Linked DNA regions of Canis lupus: region 1 is linked to region 2. A link is a contact called in public Hi-C data. All regions are on one chromosome and are shown on one strand. Each heading gives the region's core, a stretch centred on a gene start, on an enhancer-like site or on the middle of the called end of the contact. The rest is flanking DNA. Distances are from core to core; before and after follow the strand shown. Region 1 holds the start of PARD3B (partitioning defective 3 homolog B). Region 2 has its middle 190 kb from the start of PARD3B.

Evidence for each region. A called contact is a pair of places that touch in the nucleus more often than the background predicts.
Region 1: a Hi-C map of skin fibroblasts shows a contact between it and region 2, with 2.2 times the contacts expected there. The contact joins the promoter of PARD3B here to the enhancer-like site in region 2. A contact is called at or near these places in 2 of 9 Hi-C or Micro-C datasets (amygdala and skin fibroblasts).

Annotation. Positions count from the first base shown.
Region 1 is chr37:13,108,400-13,114,774 of UU_Cfam_GSD_1.0, forward strand. PARD3B (partitioning defective 3 homolog B) reads left to right here and starts at 2,644. Exons shown (of 22, transcript XM_038585495.1): 1 at 2,644-2,851. The coding sequence starts at 2,732. LOC111094336 (a long non-coding RNA gene) reads right to left here and starts at 2,918. Exons shown (of 3, transcript XR_005385263.1): 1 at 2,722-2,918; 2 at 1,609-1,718; 3 at 1,176-1,525.
Region 2 is chr37:12,917,833-12,924,174 of UU_Cfam_GSD_1.0, forward strand. No RefSeq gene overlaps it. Among named protein-coding and RNA genes, the nearest start is that of PARD3B, 190 kb to the right of the region's middle. Within about 2 kb of position 4,234, at least 3 of the 20 cell types and tissues checked have an H3K27ac peak or open chromatin away from gene starts, as enhancers often do.

The DNA of each region.
Region 1 (6,375 bases), core at 1,394-3,893, 190 kb after region 2:
TTAAAAAAGATTTTATTTATTTAATCATGAGAGAGAGAGGGAGGGAGAGAGAGAGAGAGAGAGGCAGAGGGAGAAGCAGGCTCACTGCAGGGAGGCCCAATGTGGGACTTTGATCCCAGGACCCCGGGATCACGCCCTGAGCCAGAGGCAGATGCTCAACCACTGAGCCACCCAGGTGTCCCAATATATCTATTTTTATTTATAGTTTATATTCACTTTAAACAGTGCCTGGCATATGTTTAAATCAATAGCATTCAGTAGAACTATCCCATGTACTGTTGTTATATAGTTTCTATTTAACTTTTCAAGTTTCTAGGCCTTGTCTTCCCTGCTATCTATCCAGTTGGAAAGCAGTCTTATATTTTGTGGTGGTTGGATGGGTTTTCTTTCCCATCTTTTGGGTGTTCACCCCTCCAGTAGATACTAATGCTGTTTTTAGTCCACATAACTTAGGGGCAGGGGAACCAGGTCTGGACAATCATCTTGCCAGAGGGAAGGTATAGGACTCAAGGTTGGATATGCAAATCCTCACCAGAACAAAGCTGACTGATGTCTGAGATGGCTGTGTTTAAGGCTGTGTAACCTGGAACACTGGAAGGGCCATCTTTGCCTCCTCCAGGAAGATCCTGACTGAGTTGGAACAACATCAAGGAACACAGAGCCAATAGATATAGAAAGAGGGCCCCTGAGGACGTTGTTTGAGTTTGTAGATTCCATCTTGCCTCAGAGGGGTATTCTGTGGATCTTCCGATTTTATGATAAAAAGATTGAGGAAATAGATTCTGTCTTTAGTTTATTAAAATTAGTTTGCTAGTTGCATCGACTACCAATTATACATCTAATATATGTATTTCAAATCAAGTTAGTATACGGGATCCTCATTGATGCCACTGACCTTATATAAGGCCCCGGACATAGACGACAACCAATATATATTTATTGCATATATGAATTAGTAAAACAAAATTTAAAACTCTCAAAATTCACAAGCCCATTCATTTAATCTCTTGTACATTATTGTACCATCCTAGGCAATTCAAGTTCAATTTAAAAGTGTCTTGATAAAGGAACAAATTATTTTTTTAAAGATTTATTTATTTGAGAGAGAGAGGAGAGAGAGGAAGGGGCAGAGGAAGAGAGAGAAAATCTTAAGCAGACTCCTCACTGAGTGGGGAGCCCAACATGGGGTTGGATCCCAGGACCCTGAGATTCATGACCTGAGCAGAAACCGAGAGTCAGGTGCTTAAGAGGCTGCACCACCCAGGCGCCCCAGGAACAAATTCTTTTATAGAGAAACACATGGTGTGGCCCTGAGGATCTTGTTGGACGAAGTAGATTGCTAGAAAACCAGCTTGGGGAGACCAGAGATTCAGCATGGGAAGAAGGGAGATTCTCTTAGGGTAACTAACTTCCTGGTTAGCTCAGTTCCTTAACCTCCCTTAGCACATTCTTCATGCACAAAATGGGAAACACATTTACCTCCCAGGGTCGTTGTCAGGCTCAAAGGAGCTCGTTGTTACGCGAGCTGAGAATGACACAAATATTTTTTTGTTGAGTTTTTTTTTTTTTTTTCAGATACACCTATTTTAATTGGTGGTGAACACTCACCTGAGCCTCAGCGTGTTTAAAATGGTCTTTGTAGCCAGATGCACAACAGGAGGCCCATTTCAGAAGGATACATGGAAGCATATGCATCATTTCTGGGTCTGGGATGTGACCTTTGGGGCAAGAGTTTCCTCCTCTGTGATATGAAGGGTTGGCTGCAGCACCACGTTTATCCCCCAGAACCCTTGGGCTTTGCCAGAGGACAGAGTCGGTGTTCTGCCGCAGACAAGGCTCCTGGCAGGCCCTCGGGCCAACCTGCAGCTCAGCACCTGTAAGCCGCCACTCCCCGGGAGGGGGAGGGGGAGGGGGAGGGGGAGGGGGGCGGGGGTGGGCGTGGCGCCAGGCACCTGCTCCGGACTCTGCTCGCGTCTCGCTCCAGTCCTCCCCCCCCCCCCCCCCCCCCCCCGGTCGGTGCAGCTCCGCAGCCTCCCAGCTCGAGGAGGGAGCACCCTCCAGGGTGCTTCAGGAGATCCGGTTTCAGTTCCCGGGCGGGTGGCTCTCAGGTCCCGTTACAGGTCCCCAGGGCTCGGCGGCTGTGCGGGAGGGCCCGGGCCGGGGCAGCGCTCGAGGGAGGAGGGGCCGAGGCTCCCGGGGGCTGCAGGCCCGGGAGCGCCGCGGCCCCTTTAAGAGCGGGCTCAGGCCAGCCCCGGGGCCGCGGGGGCCCAGCGCGCTCGCGCCGCCGCCGAGTTGATCCGGCGCAAAAGTTTCCTCCCAACTCCGGCCCCGCGCGCGCCGCCGCCGCCGCCGCCCGCTGCAGCCCGGGGCCTGGGGCCTGGGGCCTGGGGCCTGGGGCCGCCGCCGCCGGGGCAGGGCCGGGGCAGGGCCGGGGCACGCCCGGGGCACGACCGGGCACGACCGGGGCACGCCCGGGGCACGGCCACAGCCCGGCCCGCAGCTCGGAGCCGCGGGTCGCCGGGCCGGGCCGAGCGGGAGCCGGAGCCCGCGGAGGAGGAGGAGGGGGAGGAGGGGGAGGGGCCGCGGTGCCTGCCCCCCCCCCCCGGGGCACCCGCTGCCCGGGACGAGCCCCCCCCCCGGGTCCCCGCTCGCCGTCAGCCGCGGGCGGAGGGGGCGCGGCCCGGAGCCCCCGCGGTCGGCGCTGTGCCCGGGGGCGCACACCTGTCCCAGCATGAAGGTGACTGTGTGCTTCGGCAGGACGGGCATCGTGGTGCCCTGCAAGGAGGGCCAGCTGCGCGTCCGGGAGCTCACGCAGCAGGCGCTGCAGCGGTACCTGAAGACCCGGGAGCAGGTGAGCGCGGGCGGGGGGCGAGGCACCTGCCGGGGGGCCCCGCCCGGGACGGCGTCGGCCGCTACCTGTGCGCGCAACTTCGCTACCTGTGCGGCAACGCCGGTGACCTGGAGGAGGTCTTTGGGCGGGTGGGGAGGGCCTTGCCTCTCAGGGTGGCGGCAGCAAAGGCCGCAGGGCGGTCGCTGGGGGGCCTCGCTGCGGATGCTCGACCCGGCGCCCCATCCACGCCCCCTGCCTCTGAATCTGGGGCGAAACAAGCTCCCCGGTGCTTGGAATGAGGAGTGAAGTTCGAGAAGCGCTGCTTTGGAAGGTGTTCCAGAGAGCGCTTCTCTCAGGCGAGTGTTTGCAGGTGCTGCTTGCTCCAGCTGTGATTTTTTTTTTTTTAAGATTTTATTTATTTATGAGAGACATACAGAGAGAGAGACAGAGAGAGGCAGAGGGAGAAGCAGGCTCCATGCAGACAGCCCCATGCGGGACTCGATCCTGAGTCTCCAGGATCACGCCCTGGGCCCAAGGCAGGGGCTCAACCGCTGAGCCACCAGGGGATCCCCCTCCAGGTGTGATTTCTTTTTTAAATATTTTATTTATTTATTCATGAGAGACACACAGAGTGGGGGGGGGGCAGAGACACAGGCAGAGGGAGAAGCAGGGTCCATGCAGGGAGCCCCATGCGGGACTCAATCCCGGGAGCCCCATGCGGGACTCAATCCCGGGACTCCAGGATCACGCCCTGGGCCCAAGGCAGGAGCTCAACCGCTGAGCCACCCGGGGATCCCCCTCCAGGTGTGATTTTTGACCAGGGCGAAGGCCCGCTCCACTTCTGTCCCTCGGAGTTACAAGGTTGGTTGGTGCCAGTCGCAGACCCTTGGAAGTTACAACTGTTGGGGCCTTTGGGATTGAACTCTTGGGAGCTGTTCGCCCTCAGTGACTGGAACAGGAACTTCGGTGGAAGGATGCTGTTTGCCACCACTAACCCGTCTACGTTTTGAGTATCTTTAGTTCTATTAAGTATTTACTAGCGAGCGTGCTGTGTCAGGCCCTGCGTGACTACTGAGTAGATGGTTCCCAGCTCTGTCCCTGAAATCAGAAACAAGTAAAAGTTAAGTGACTATTACTTTTAGGTGTGCAGTGCGTCTTCAGAAGACTTAGCTAGACACTGGAGTTCATGATAGGTGTTTGGGTATCATACTGGGATTCTGTGTCTTCTTGATTGGAATCTTTAAATGAAGGCATTGAAAAGCACCTTTTTCTTTTTTGAATCTTCAAATAGAACAGTCTACCCCAAATCCTCTTCAAAAATGACAAGTCATAAACTCTTGCATTTGAGATCAGTGACTCTCTTAGTATTTGTTCTCCTGCTTTGAGAACTGTAGAAATGGCCTGTAACACTGCATGAGTACCCCATTCCCCCCCCCCCCCCCCCCACTGTTACAATAGTGTATGCTGTCTGGTATTGTGTAATTCAGTTAGGAACTGAGATTTGCACAAGTATCTAGTTCTTGGAACTGTGTTTCCCTAACTTTTGGAAGTAAGCTAAGGTTAATAATAACATTATTCTAGACAAATTATTACATGTCATTGAAGGATCATCTTAATGAGATCAGTTTACTTTTTTACTAGTTCAATGGTACAAATAATTTATACTCTAACATCTTGTGTATTTAGAAGCTTAGAACATGGAGCTGTCCAATAATAGAAGTAAGCTACATACTTATAAATAACAGAGGACTAGATGAAATTCAGTGTGTTATAATTTGATCTTAAAAAGTGTTAAAAAGCTATTGATATCCTGTACCGAAAGCATAATTTATAATATCACAGAACCTGTAATGTAATTGTATTGATCAGTTTACTGTTATTACCAGATATTACATTTTTCTATGTTTACATTTCTATGTTAGTGAATGTGACATTTAAAGGTCACCTGCAGTTTATAAATCCTCCCTCCCTTCTTTGGCTTTTAAAATCTCAATTTAATAAGTGGCAAGTGATATTTTTTCTTCCCCAAATCTCTCTCTCCCATAGTTTCATTTAAATAGTATTGTGATCATAACAAGGCTTAACTAATATTAAATGGTATTCCTAATGGAACTAAAATGTCAAGAAATAATCTGTCAAATTCCATGCTTTCATTCATTGAATATAGAAAATAATGAGAAAAGACCAGAAATGTCAAAATTCAATTTGAAAAACAACTTGTCGTCAGTTCACTTTCTTTAAATCAGTGAAAGAGATTTAAAAAGCTTGCTCGCCTGGACAGCAAGGTTTTTAGCCCCACACTCAGTAATAAAAACATAACGATAACATGAGTTGTGCTTACTCTCTGCAGACAGTGTTGTAGGACCTTTACGTAAGTTAAATGGCCTCGTGAAGCAGGTAATGATAGTTTCTTTTTACAGATGGGGGCAGAAAGAGACAGGAATATGAGTGACATGTGGTAGAATTGAACCCAGGAACCGAGTCTCTGGATCCTTACTCAGAGTCGCTGTGCACAGCCCGGTAGTTTATTATGCATTGGAATTTATCCATCTTATTTATTTTTTAGTTTGTTTTACAAAGGCCATCCCATTTACAAGCTGCTGTAGTAACCTATCAACCTAAAGATGGCCATTTTGTTTCTTGCAGAGACTTGTGACCTGCACAGGTTCCTCTTGATTATATCTTATACAGTATAGGCCTACATGTAATGGGGAGAAGTCTAAATTCTGAGCCTAATATTGCAGGATTTGCAAACCAAGCATGAAGAACATTCCTCAGTCTGATTACAAATAGAAAAATGGGTAAAATCTCTTAGGTATTCAGGTAGAGAGTGCTATAAGGAAGTAAATATGCCAGGAACATGAATATAAACTAAGCCCATTTCTTTTGGGGCCTTGAATAATTTAGATGAGAGAAAGGCAGATTTCAAAATCAAAGATAGAGTTGAGGTATCTATAGTTTGGAGGGTAAGTGAAGCGCAAGGAGCCATTCTGGATTTTGGGGACAGCATCAGGGAAGTAAGTATCCACCTTCTGCTGAGAGGAAACAAATAAGACTGGTATTTAGGGAATGCGAGGAACCAGCTGAATCAGCATCAGATAAGGCCAGAAGTAGGTAAGATACTGAGGACACCTAGGGAACTTTTGGGAAGGCTTTAATTATTTTCTGAAATCTGGGACTTTGAGTTTCCTGCTGCCTTTCCCTCCACGACATTCAATGAACTTTACTGGGAAGGTAAATTGACTATGGGGCAAGAATTATGGGGTTGCTTGCCTTTGGATCCTGGTAGTTTATCAGTGTCCCAAGCTCTAAATCCAATTTACTTAAGTAGTTAGTGGAGAGGAGATTGTCTTCTTAAGCACTCAAGGTGGTGATGATTGGATAACTAGTTAAATTTATCATCAAAATTACGTGTCACAGGTGAATGGTAATTGAGCCATATCCTGCGAGAACTCTAAACCCTGGCTGCTCATTAGTTACCTCTAATTTATCATTTAACATTTTAAATAATACAAATGCCTACATCCTTTTCTCCAGGATTCTAA
Region 2 (6,342 bases), core at 2,984-5,483:
GACTACAGCTGAGAAGAAAGTTTTGATGTATTGAAACTTAGTTATAAGAGGTGGGAACACTGATCTAAAATAGCTTTTTAAAATAAGAGAAATTTGCTTATTCATGAAATTAAACAGTCAAAAGGATCCACATCTATAGAGCTTGATCCAGGGCTCAGACAATGGGATCAGGACCCAGTTTCTCACCTTCCATTTCTTGGCTCCACTTCCTTGGCTCTGTGATCCAGCTGGTTGGTACTGGGGTAGCTGCCAACATATCCCAGTATTATGTCATTCTCTACCAGATACTGTACTGTGTACAACCAGCAGGAAGAAGAGAAGGTAAAAACCTTCTCTTTCCCAGAAGCTTTGGCAAAATATCCTCTTATGTCTCATTGGCTCTGGTTGGGGTACTTCCTTTAGCCATTTTGATGGCCAGAGCAATGCAATGTACTGAATGGCCCAGGAAAATGAACTTTGTTCCACCCCTGGATCTGGGGATGGAGCCAACTCTATTTGGAAGCATATGACTGAAAGTGGGTAAAGGAGCTATTATCCAGAGGATAGTCACAATACTGTTAAAAAAGGGAGGGAGAGGAGAGAAACTAATGGTCAAAATTCGAAATCAATATTACACACAAATTTTAGTCCTAAAATACCATTATGGTTGTGTTATCACAAAGGTGCTTTAACAAACCGGAGTAGGGTTACTTGCACTATTGATAGAGCTTGATGGATAGATACTAGCCTTTGGGTTTGAGACTCAATACAAGGTGTGTGCGAATGGGCACAAGGAGTCAGGTGGCTGAGACAGAGAGACTCAGCTGGGGCTCTGGATACCTAGGAGGACATCTATAAATGACCTCACAGTGAATGGGGTAGGTGTAACATAGTCAAACTATTTAAGATAGAAATGGGGGATTTAAATGTAAAAAATACAGACACCTGAGTGGCCAAGTGGTTGAGTGTCTGCCTTCAGCTCAGGGCGTGATCCCCGGGGTCCTGGAATCAAGTTCCACATCAGGTTCCCCACAGGGAGCCTGCTTCTCCCTCTGCCTGTGTCTCTGCCTCTGTGTCTCTCATGAATTTTTTTTAATAATAAATTTATTTTTTATTGGTGTTTAATTTGTCAACATACGGAATAACACCCAGTGCTCATCCCGTCAAGTGCCCCCCTCAGTGCCCGTCACCCATTCACCCCCACCTCCTGCCCACCTCCCCTTCCACCACCCCTAGTTTGTTTCCCAGAGTTAGGAGTCTTCATGTTCTGTCTCCCATTCTGATATTTCCTACCCACTTCTTCTCCCTTCCCTTCTATTCCCTTTCACTATTATTTATATTCCCCAAATGAATGAGAACATATAATGTTTGTCCTTCTCCGATTGACTTACTTCACTCAGCATAATACCCTCCAGTTCCATCCACGTTGAAGCAAATGGTGGGTATTTGTCATTTCTAATGGCTGAGGAATATTCCATTGTATACATAGACCACAGCTTCTTTATCCACTCATCTTTCGATGGACCCCGAGGCTCCTTCCACAGTTTGGCTATTGTGGACATTGCTGCTATAAACATCGGGGTGCAGGTGTCCCGGCGTTTCATTGCATCCGTATCTTTGGGGTAAATCCCCAGCAGTGCAATCGCTGGGTTGTAGGGCAGGTCTATTTTAAACTCTTTGAGGAACCTCCACACAGTTTTCCAGAGTGGCTGCACCATTTCACATTCCCACCAACAGTGTAAGAGGGTTCCCTTTTCTCCACATCCTCTCCAACATTTGTGGTTTCCTGCCTTGTTAATTTTCCCCATTCTCACTGGAGTGAGGTGGGATCTCATTGTGGTTTTGATTTGTATTTCCCTGATGGCAAGTGATGCAGAGCATTTTCTCATGTGCGTGTTGGCCATGTCTATGTCTTCCTCTGTGAGATTTCTCTTCATGTCTTTTGCCCATTTCATGATTGGATTGTTTGTTTCTTTGGTGTTGAGTTTAATAAGTTCTTTATAGAACTTGGAAACTAGCCCTTTATCTGATACGTCATTTACAAATATCTTCTCCCATTCTGTACGTTATCTTTTAGTTTTGTTGACTGTATCCTTTGCTGTGCAAAAGCTTCTTATCTCATGAATAAATAAATAAAATCTTAATAAATAAATAAAAATAAATAAATAAATAAATGTAAAAAAAAAAAAAAGTATTTCAAGTCAGTGAAATGTACCACACATGTAATCTACAGGTTGAGGAGAACTGTCAAGCCAAGACTAGGAATTTAGAAGCTAGGTAAGAAAAGATTGGCACATTTAAATATATAAAATATCCAGAGTATTTGTATTGCAGAAGATCCAATAAATAAAATCACAGGCAAATATCAGAGCTGGGAAAACGTAACTAACAGATTTTAAAAGAGATGGTATCTGCAACATACCAAATCCTCTTAATATTGTCAATAAGTTAATCCCACAGAAATGTAGGTAAAAGATACAAATAGACAAATCACTGAAGATCAGCACATTGAAATGGCCAAATGCATTTTCTAAATGCTCAAAATCACTAGTAGTCAGGGAAATGCAAATTAAAGTAACAATGAGATGCCATTTTATAACCATCAGACAGACAAATTAGTAAGAATTATCACACCAAGTGATGGTGGACTGGTGGGGATGTGATGGAAAGGGTGTTCTTACATACCATGACAGAAATGTGGAGTGTTATAGCTATTTAGGAAAGCAATTTAGCAATAATTATAAAAATTGAAATTACATTTACTATTCAACTCAGCAATTCTGCTGTTGAAAGTTATTTATCTCATAAAAATAAAAGCACCAATACATGAAGATACGTGTGTGTGTGTGTGTGTGTGTGTATCATCACTATTCAAAAAAAAAAAAAAAAGACAACAACCTGGAAACAACATAAATGCCCATCAGTAAGCAAACACCCAAAATATTATGGAATAGTCACAGCATAGAGTAGTAAGGAGAATGACCCAGAGCTGTATCAGTTGACTTAATTTTTTTACATAGTTTTGTTAGTGGACGAGTTAAAGAAAAGTATCTGACATAATATAAGGTAATATAATAATACAGAATCTAATAGAATGTAGACTATAACCTCATTTTATAAAACAACAATGGCAACTATAAGAGTACTATATTATAGCGAGAAAAATACAGAAGAACACACATTTACAACATTGCTTACTTAGGAAGGAAACATAGAAGTATGATGAAGGAGAGTAACCATCCACCCTGGTTTGCCTGCGACTCCGGGCTTTTCCAGGATGGGGGGTTTTCACTGCTAAGCCAGGGCCAACCTCAAGTAAACTGGGTAGGTCAACCTAGAGGTGCCAATTATAAGATGGAGTGGGGAAGGAATTCAAGCAAAAAAAGGTGAAAAAAGGGTATGACTGACATTATGTAATCATATATACATTCAGGTAAAATTCTGTATCTGGGTTGAAATTTGTAAATGTAAGTCTTGAAAATACTTATTTTCATAGTTTCTATAGGACTTAGGGAAAGATTGAAGTCCTGCTCATGGGCTTCTGGAATTCAGAGGAAGTTACTCTAAAGATAAAAGGGCTACAGTGTCTGGGTGGCTCGATCTGCTAAGCATCTGCCCTCAGTTCAGGTCATGATCCCAGGGTCCTGGGATTGATCCTTGATCCCTGTTCTTCCTTCCTCCTCTGCCACTTCCCCTCCTTGTGCTCGCTCATAAATAAATAAATAAATAAATAAATAAATAAATAAATAAATAAATGGCTAAAGGCAGCATAGATTAGCAATGAAATAAATATCATTTATTCGCTCATTGCAAAAGAGTTCATTAAACATCTATTCTCTGTGTTAATTTACCTATTACTAACACAACCCAGAGAAGGTAGCCAGGAAATGTATCAAATAAACAAGCAAATATCTGATCATAATTACAATAAATGTAATTATTATAATAATCACAACATATTATAACATATATACCAAATGATAGAATAACAAATGCTTTAGTAGAAGTAAAAACAGAAGCCTAGGAGAACACAGAAGAGGGGCCACTGGCTTTGCTGAGTGGAATCGTGGAGACATATCAGGAGAGGAATATTGAGGATTTGAAAAAACAAGTAAGAGTTTGCAAAATGGAGAAAGGACAAATGAAAATATAGAAAGCAAGAACACCCTGTGGAAGGCCAAGAGCCATGTAAAAGCAGAGCATATTTGGAAAAGAATAAGAAGTTTCCTGGGGTCCATGTTTGGGGCCAGAAGTCAAGGGAGGGGAGGCAAGAAGCTGAAACTCTGCAACTAGGGAGAGGGGAGGCCGTGGAAGGCCCTGTGCACCGTGCCAGGGAGTCCAAATTCGTTTGGAAGGCACTAGGGAGACAGAAAAAGTCTCACATTAGGGAAGAGACACCATCGGATTTCGTTTTTAGGAAGATAACACAAGCACCAAGGTGGCAAATTGACTTTACGTCAAATGCCAGTTCCAATTGATGGGTCATGAGAGCTTGAAGGACAACGTTAAGAAAGACTGTGCGATCACCCATGTCTGGGCTCAGCAGTGAAAGTGCCATGACCGATTAGCCTTGTCTACTATGGACATGGCAGCAGGGGAATGGTGACAAAGCTGCCACGCGTTTCCCCATGCTACATCTACCAGCCACACGGAGGGGGGACCGCGTGGAAGAGCGGGTGACTTGACTAATCTCTAGGAGGTCTGATGCCGTCTTTGACATCCCAGAGGTAGAGTGGAGGAACCAGATTCAGAAATCTCAGAGGTGAAATCGGTAGGACCCACTGAGGGAAGTCAGGAGTGGAGGCGACCCAGGCGCTAAGGTCATCTCTGGCTCATAAGCAAGCTTCAGACCAGGATGGCTTTATGATATTGGACTCAGCCCCACTTGGGTTTCCTCTACGCCTCATAGAACGCGCCATGACTAAGCAGTCCTGCGAGCTGCGGGGGCACATCCAACAATTCTTGCCACCAAATCACTTTCTGGTGTCTGGTCCTGGCTGCTTCTCCCAGCAGGCCTTGTGATTGATTCTCCAGAGCAGCTCTCAGAGGTTGAAAGTTCCTCCTAGAGCTGAAAACAGGAAGCAGCCTCCACTCACCTGGCCCAGGGGCCAGGAAGGCGTGTGTGTACACTGACACACCAGCAGTGTGCATTCCCATTATGTCAGCAGTGTTTACCATCACCGGGCACTTCCTGTGACAGAGGAGCATGGCTCAATCTCTTCACCAGCAGAGAGGAAATGACTAACCGCAGGAAATCATCCCTCCCCCCACCCCTAGCCCCCCAAAATGGAGATGCTCTGGGACTTTCACTAAAAATATCAAGACCATCTAAAAATACAGTCGGACAGCCCTGCTCTTGCCCCAGGAAATCCTGACCAAAGCTCATCTTACATCACCGCCAGCCCTTGTCAGAGTGGCCTCCCGGTGTCCCCCCCTACCTGTCCTCTTTGCTTGAAGCTCATTTGGAAATCAGTGTGCACCTGCCTTTCCCAACAGCAAGAGAGCAAAGAATGGCTGGCCCCACTTGCATCAACAGGCGCCTCCCCAAGGGACGAGCGGTCTTCCAAAACTCTTCCCCAAGCACCAGCACCCAAGTGGCTTCATTTCCTGTCTGGTTGACTTCCTCCAGACTCATTATGGTTTCAGTGTCATTTTCCAGAGCAGGAAAGAGAGTGCAGGAGCGTGGCCCTTAGCAGCCTGGAGTGGACATGCAGTGGCTGACCTGGAGGAGAGAGAGTCCCAATGAAGCCATTTGTTAGGAAACCAGTGACAGGCACTTAGAGTACTTGGTGAAGGTGGCGCTGTTGCTGCTGCTGGTTCCTGGGGCTCCGTTTGCTACAGATTCTTCCTCAAGCTAAGAAGTCACGGCTAATGTCATCATTTGCCTTGTGGGAGGGGAGAAGGAGGCTCCTGGAGGGCTGTGCTGATCCAGAGGCAGACTTGGGGGAGAAATGACTGAACCCCAGTCCAAGGGAGAGGGATGGGGGAAACGAGACATAATTTTTGATTCAGTCCTTGCCTCCTACACTAGGGGAAGGTTTCCCAGTGACTGAACGGAGTCGTTAGCTGTTCTTCCCAAACAAGGAGGCAGGAAAGTGTGGTCTGAGGACCCCCACTCCCGGGGCGCCTAGCAGCAGAGTGCTGGGTGAAGCCTTTGAAGTTGGGCTCCCAGGTGTGAACTCTGTTTCCACTACGTTCTGGGCAGAGCAGAGGACTTCAGCTCGGCAAGCCTCTGTCTCTCAGCTGCAAAACGGGGTTTGTTCTGAAGAAGGATGAAAACCAGGAATGAACGGTGCTCCCCCCCCCCCGGATTGGTTGGCTGCGCGGCTCCCCTGTGCTGCTGCGGGTTCTGCAGGACGCGGG